2 separate regions of the Hermetia illucens genome follow, and region 2 is linked to region 1. A link is a contact called in public Hi-C data. All regions are on one chromosome and are shown on one strand. The core of a region is the stretch at or near the end of the contact, and the rest is flanking DNA. Distances in the headings are between cores, read along the strand shown. Region 1 holds the start of LOC119656512 (hepatocyte growth factor-regulated tyrosine kinase substrate). Region 2 holds the start of LOC119653031 (dynamin-1-like protein).

The links. A called contact is a pair of places that touch in the nucleus more often than the background predicts.
Region 2: a Hi-C map of whole body shows a contact between it and region 1, with 6 times the contacts expected there. The contact joins the promoter of LOC119653031 here to the promoter of LOC119656512 in region 1. A contact is called at or near these places in 2 of 2 Hi-C or Micro-C datasets (an unstated tissue and whole body).

Annotation. Positions count from the first base shown.
Region 1 is chr1:143,028,863-143,032,355 of iHerIll2.2.curated.20191125, reverse strand. LOC119656512 (hepatocyte growth factor-regulated tyrosine kinase substrate) reads left to right here and starts at 1,545. Exons shown (of 10, transcript XM_038062852.1): 1 at 1,545-1,694; 2 at 1,831-1,915; 3 at 1,974-2,238. The coding sequence starts at 1,661.
Region 2 is chr1:143,265,567-143,269,059 of iHerIll2.2.curated.20191125, reverse strand. It overlaps LOC119653031 (dynamin-1-like protein), which reads right to left and starts at 1,907. Exons shown (of 8, transcript XM_038057499.1): 1 at 1,723-1,907. The coding sequence starts at 1,824.

The DNA.
Region 1 (3,493 bases), core at 296-2,795:
TTAACCAACATCAAATATTAGAAAGGGCTTGGCAGAATTAGATTCTTCTTGAATGGAATTTTAATATTTCACTTGAATGTCAATTATTATGGTTAATTATGACGTCAGGATCTTATTTGCATGGATTAGGAAGCAGTAAATTCGCGCGAAATTGCTAAGTTTGAACTGCTATAACTTTGGCGTTAATGGCCAGATTTCCACAAAATTTAGCACGTATATAGGAAATATTGTCCTCTATGCTGGTACAAAATCGGAAGTCCAACGATGAATTTAAGGGGGGTTTTCCAGTAAATTTCTAAAAAGTAGTAATATACTGTTAGTAAGTTTATTTGAGCAGATATCGGAATGGGATATATTTTGAGGCCTAGATTTCATCCAAGCGCACCACCCTGACTTGTTTCGGATTTTAAGGTTGGGTAGTTTCCGAAAATGAGTCCTGTCTCACTTTAAGTGCGCGCATTTTGACTCCTTACTCACGCACTTTGCAATTAACGCCAAAACTAATATCAGTTTCGGAAAGTACAAATCAAGACCTTTCATTTGATACCATACACAACTGTATCCCGTGAAAAGAATTTTTGAATCCCCCCTTTGGATGTATGGGTAGCCCCTTTCAAAGTCCACCTCAATTGATGCCACTCGCTGTATGCGTGGGATTTCATAGTTTCCATCTGTCCAGCAAATTTGATTCGGATCGGTTTAGCCGTTTTGGAGAAAAGTGCGTGTGACAGACAGACAGACATTGAATCGATTTTAATAAGGTTTTGTTTTACACAAAACCTTAAAAAAAAAACATGCACGACACACTCCGCACTTATCATTTTCCCTCTATTCTTTTCATTTTTCTTTCGAATAAAAATCAATTTACCAGCCATGTAGTGCGACAAAGCAGAGCAGGGCGTCACACGGATAAATCTCCTTTCCGTTCCAGAAGTCTGAAGAAATTTGAAATTGGAATATTAGAATTTCAAAAGCGGCCAGGAAAATTATATCGACGTAACATCTCATCGTCATTCGATTACCCCGAGAGCAGTTGTCGATCCATTCCCGGTGGATGAGAATTTAGCGTCTGTTTACTTGCATGTAATGCAAATTAAATAGAAGTACGTATAGGTATAGAGAAATTTGATAGGATGTAGTTCAAAGAAGTTCCTTGGGGAAAACGTAAAGATTTAAGGTGGCTTTAGGGGTAAAAATCATCCACCGTGACCCTATGTGAAAATATTCGAAAAACCTTGAATCCATTCTAGTAAGGCTTTCGTTTACACAATACGGTCGAGAAAATGATTTACCTGGCAGGATTCCTCTCAATAAATGTATAAGACCTCATGTTTTCCATATTATATAACATTTCACTTTATTTTTAATTCTCTTCAAACACGAACTGCATTCCTTCCTTGATACTTCGAACTGATCAACAGCTTCGATGATAAATAACGAACTACCGAACAGTAGTGATGACACAAACCAATCCCAGCGTAATTCAACTTAAAGCACCATTCAATTTATTGTTTTCAACTTTGTTATCAATTTCACCACGGCTAGTACTGCACTTTCTGAATATGTCATAATAAAACGTCAAAGACTATTGAACTTGTCAACTCCGCAAAACAGATTATTCTATTCTTTCGGTGAAAACTCCACATATAACAATCCAAACATGTTTCGTTCATCAACATTTGAGAAAACCCTAGGTGAGTGACATTTTCATACAGAAAAATCATCAAGAAGAATAATTTTCCGTAGTTGTTTGTGAACTATTCTTTTGTTTGCCGACTGCAACGCAGCTGATGACTAATACATGTTTTGCACTTTTCACTATCATTGCAGAAGTTGCAACGAGCCACCTCCTTTTGGAACCCGACTGGCCGTCCATTCTACTGATATGCGACACAATACGGCAGAGCGATGTTACGTGAGTCCTCAGTTTCCAGAAGGAAGAAAATGGGTTGATAAAAATGGCTTACTTTCAGGGCGAAGCAGGCGTTCCAAGCGATAAAGAAGAAAATGCAGTCACCAAATCCTCATACGGCATACTATGCTCTCCTGGTTCTCGAGAGCGTCGTGAAGAACTGCGGAGCCCCCATCCACGACGAAATTGCGACCAAGGAGAACTGCGAAATGTTTAGTTCGTTCATTGAGACAACCCCCCATGAAAACTGTCGAGCTAAAATGCTGGAACTGATTCAGACCTGGGCTTACGCGTTTCGTCAATCCGACAAATATCAGGCTGTGAAGGTAAGAGCAGTGTTTTCATTTAATTCATCAGTTCCTTAGGGTGCCGGCATTTAAGATGGTTCCAAAGTCATCTCCGAAGAAGTCTAGAATTTAGTTATCAGTTAAAGATAGATGAAACGTGAATTGTGTTTTCGAAAATTGAGTAAGGTATGCGGCATGAGAGGTTAGGTGGAGTGATGAGTAGTAAAGAACATTTAAGCTTTTGGGGACTCCAGGGAAATGATGGAGAATATTGTTCAGAAATCGTAAAATTAATGGCAGGTTATCAAATAGGACATTTTGGGAGTGCCCTTCAACATCTTCTGTGGTTATACACTGGTTTGGAACAATTTGCAAGTTGCTGCTCTGAACACAGTGCACAGATGGTTGTTGTCAGTTCAATCTATTTTCCAAAGGCATCAGCGGTAACCGCTGACGAATATGATTCGCGGACCGAATATCCTCACCTGCATACTAAATTACACCCCTATACCACTTTAATCGCTCACCCCGCTGAATTGCCGTTAGGTATTACCTCCCCAATTATACATTCTTGTGTAGTTGTTGCTCGCTCCCTTTGTTACAAATGCTACAACGTCCGCCCTCGGACTGTTGCATGTGATCCACCAGAAAACGCGCGTTCGGGGTGTTGGTGCTCTACGTCACGAAGTTTCTGCAAGGAATATTCATCGTCTGCGCCTACTTGGCTTGGAAAATTTGTACATATTGGAGACTCATTATTGACCAAACGTGTGTAGGTACACTCATGGACAGATAAATAAGAACAGTTATTGCGTAGAACCTATATCGCAGTTGAACACTTATGAGGTGATTTACGCATTTTAAAATTAATGCATTAGCTCATCATCATCAACGGCGCAACAACCGGTATCCGGTCTAGGCCTGCCTTAATAAGAAACTCCAGACATCCCGGTTTTGCGCCGAGGTCCACCAATTCGATGTCCCTAAAAGCTGTCTGGCGTCTTGGCCTACGCCATCGCTCCATCTTAAGCAGGGTCTGCCTCGTCTTCTTTTTCTACCATAGATATTGCCCTTATAGACTTTCCGGGTGGGATCATCCTCATCCATACGGATTAAGTGACCCGCCCACCGTAACCTATTGAGCCGGATTTTATCCACAACCGGACGGTCATGGTATCGCTCATAGATTTCGTCATTGTGTAGGCTACGGAATCGTCCATCCTCATGTAGGGGGCCAAAAATTCTTCGGAGGATTCTTCTCTCGAACGCGGCTAAGAGTTCGCAATTCTTCTTG
Region 2 (3,493 bases), core at 658-3,157, 240 kb before region 1:
TACCACTTGGCTTTCTAAAGAATAAAAACACAGTGCAGCAAAAAGGGAGAGGAGTACTTTCCAGATCTTCTTTGTTCTCTTTGGCCTAGAATGTCCTGTTTATATCGCTGGAATTCTTGGTCGATGTAGAAATTTGTCTTTTTTGTCTTGAGTAAGACAGTCCAGCCGATATCATCGAAATTCTCTCTAAAATTGGCGAAAGTGGTAAACATGCCGGGAAGAAGCGTGCGCACTTTTCAAAATCGAATTTTATCCATGTATAAAAGTAAGACATGTGACCTAAAACCGTGGAGGACTGCAGGCATTTTCAGAACTTCTGGGGTAGCTCAAATATATTTTGATAAAACGACAACGTCGGCGCTTAGGGGTGACCCAGGCATTATGGCTCATATATCGATCACTATCAACTATATAATTGATAAATTCGTCTTCATTTGAGCCATGGGATCTCTTCATGGGGAATGTGGAAGGTGAAGACTGTCGCGCAATATTTTAAATGGTATACTTTTGAAAATCCCGTCAAATATTTGAAAAGAAAAAGCTAATCGATGTCACAGATTTAAATTTAGAACTAATTTACTTAGATTGGGCTCTACTATGAAACGGGACTCTTTCGAAAACCTTTTAGTTGATTAAAACCTAGAAAAGCTATCGACATTTTGTGGTTATGTACTCGTATTTCCCTTGTTTGCTTTTAGCAGCACAACAAGCAACTCTGTTCTGCTTAGGCAGGACGTGACTTAGTAAAATAAACAATGAAGCGGAGATCGTTTGCGACTTCTGTGAATTTCTTTTTTTTTTTTTGTAGGGGAAAATAGCCGCCCACACATCCTCAATGGCTTTTTGGCACGTGAATTCGAGGTCGCAAAGTGGTTGAGATGATGACATATTTTTCGTATTTTATGTTCGATTCCAGCAACGAGCAGGGAAGCAAAGCAGTAAATGGATTCTGCTACATCACAAAGGTTCAATGAACAAAAGCAACCACTTATTGAAACAGTTAATGCTTTTGTTTACAAATCGCTTTGTGTGCTTTCGACGAAGCACTTCACCCTCAAATCCAAATGGTTGTTTACAGCATACCGCGAACAGATGACGATATGTATGTTGAAGAGGACAAGGTCCGCGTTACGACTCGTGTGAACGGGGGCAGCGGGGATGCATTGCAATATAGCTCGCTTAGTTCGAAATCGGTGACAGCAAGCTGGCACTGTCTATCAACATTCTACTGTCATGACTCGTTCCCCGCCGTGAACACCTTACTAACCTAAATTCGGAGCCGCAAGGCTGATTCACAATTCCGCTTTGGGTTTACCGCTAATTCGCTCACTTTGCTGCCGAAAACAACCGCACAAAATACCACAAAAAATAAACGGAATTCCACCGCAATAACGCCGGAGAAAGATCGATAAACACGGAAGTCGCAAACGTCGCGTTGGGGTTGAATACCCGCGCCTGTTCTTGCATTCTTATGCAACGGCCATTCTGGCTGGAGTTGCGTGTCATCATCCTACGAAACGCCTCCAAAAGCACAGGAAAAACAAAATTTCGCATAGTTCTGGCGACTGAAATGCCGGTCGACCTTGTTATATAATTGATTTTGTCCAATTGGACTGGCCTTCTGCACGGCAAAATTAGAAACACCAACCGTCAGGGAGGAAAAGAGCAACGGCAAATCCATGTTTCTGGTGGAGTTTTTGAATGAAAATTTCTCGAATTTACCTGGCTGCCAAGCACGGCGATCTGTGGCAATTGAATCGAATCGGATCCGACTGTATTGAAAACATCTTGGAGCTTATTTATGACCGGAATTAATGCTTCCATAACTCGCGCTAATAACTCTGACGGCTGAGACAAAACTCGCTGATTTCCAGCTTTTGACTTAACTCACTGTCTCAGTTCCTTGACTTTGAAGCTGTCAACTTGGTGAGAATTTGGTAGTGCCATGTCAGGAGTTGATTGTGTGGTAAGAATTGAATGAGCATTGATTGCGAGTTGAATGGACGTTTGTAACGACTACTTCCCGTCATAGGTTATTTTTCGAGGAAAACATTAAAATTTGTTTTTTGGATCTCGATAATATCATACAGTGCCCGACAAAAAAATGTTTGCACTCAACACTTTTATGATTCCACCTTTTTAATTACGTCTGGACAATATTTAGTCTCGTCTAATGATGTCTGTTTTGGAATTTAAAGTTAAATGTTGGTGTTATAAAAGGATTGTCATATTCAGATATGGTTTGCTTGGATATTTGTAAGAATTGATAGTGAACCTCCTAATTTTGTGTAAAAAAATGTCAGGAAGGAAAAAGTTAAGTTTTGAGGAAAAGGCCCGTATTCTGGCTTTGGGGGAACGGGGCGACATTAATAGGGAAATAGGGAGAAAAACCAATTGTTTTGAACCAAGTATTAGAAATTTTATTAAAAAGTATGCCAGAGATGGCAGTCTGGGACAAAAACAAGGGACTGGTAGGAAGCAGGTGATTACTCCCCAGGCCAGGCGGTCGTTAGAGCGAGCATCCTTGCCAGATAGATTAGATTAGATTAGATGCTCCTCAATTGCGTACTGAATTGCTGGAAGGGGAAAATGCGTCGGGTAGTGTGAGAACGATGCGGCGATGATTCAATGAATTAGGACACAGAGCTGGAAGATCAGCAAAAAAAAAGCCGATTTTAACGAAGGCTATGCTCGAAAAAAAGAGCGAACTGCACATTGGAACCACGTAATTGGACTGTGAACGATTGGAGTTGAGTTGAGTCTGAGTCTGATGAGCCCAAACTCGATTTGCTGTGATCTGACAGTCTATCCCCAGTGCGAAGAAGAAAAGGAGAAAGATTTGACCCCAGTGTGTTGTACGAACTGCACACCATTCTCCCTCAGTAATGATGTGGGGATGCATAACCTCGAAAGGAGTTGGTAGTTTTTCGTTTCTACGCGGTGAGAACAGCGTAGAAAAGTACAAAAAAGTTATCGAAGATTGCGTTGTTCAGACGATAGAAGCACTATATGAACACGTTGATGAAGTAATGTTTCAAGACGATTCGGCTCTGTATCATAGAGCTCATACTATAAGTAAACGAGATTTTTGCCCGCGTCAAATTTTTTATCTGTTTTATCCTCAATACGGTACTTATTCGCTTGTAACTTCTTGGAAATAGGAGTTTGGCATACGGTCACTGTCATGGGCAGGTAACAGTCCAGATTTGAACAACATAGAGCATTCATGGGGGGGGCATTCATGAGGCGGCGATTGCAACAAAGATCGATAAGGAACAAAACAAATCTAGAAAAAACTCTAGAAAATAAATGGTTTAATGAAATTCCGGTCGATTTTATTGAAACTTTATACTAATCGATGCCCGCGCGAGTTGCAGAGGTGATTAGGGCGAAAGGCGGTCGAAATACCAAAGACCGAAAATAAAAAGAAGCAAAAATTAATTTCTTCTAATTTGAAATTTATAGATATTTCATTATCTATTCTTCTATTCTA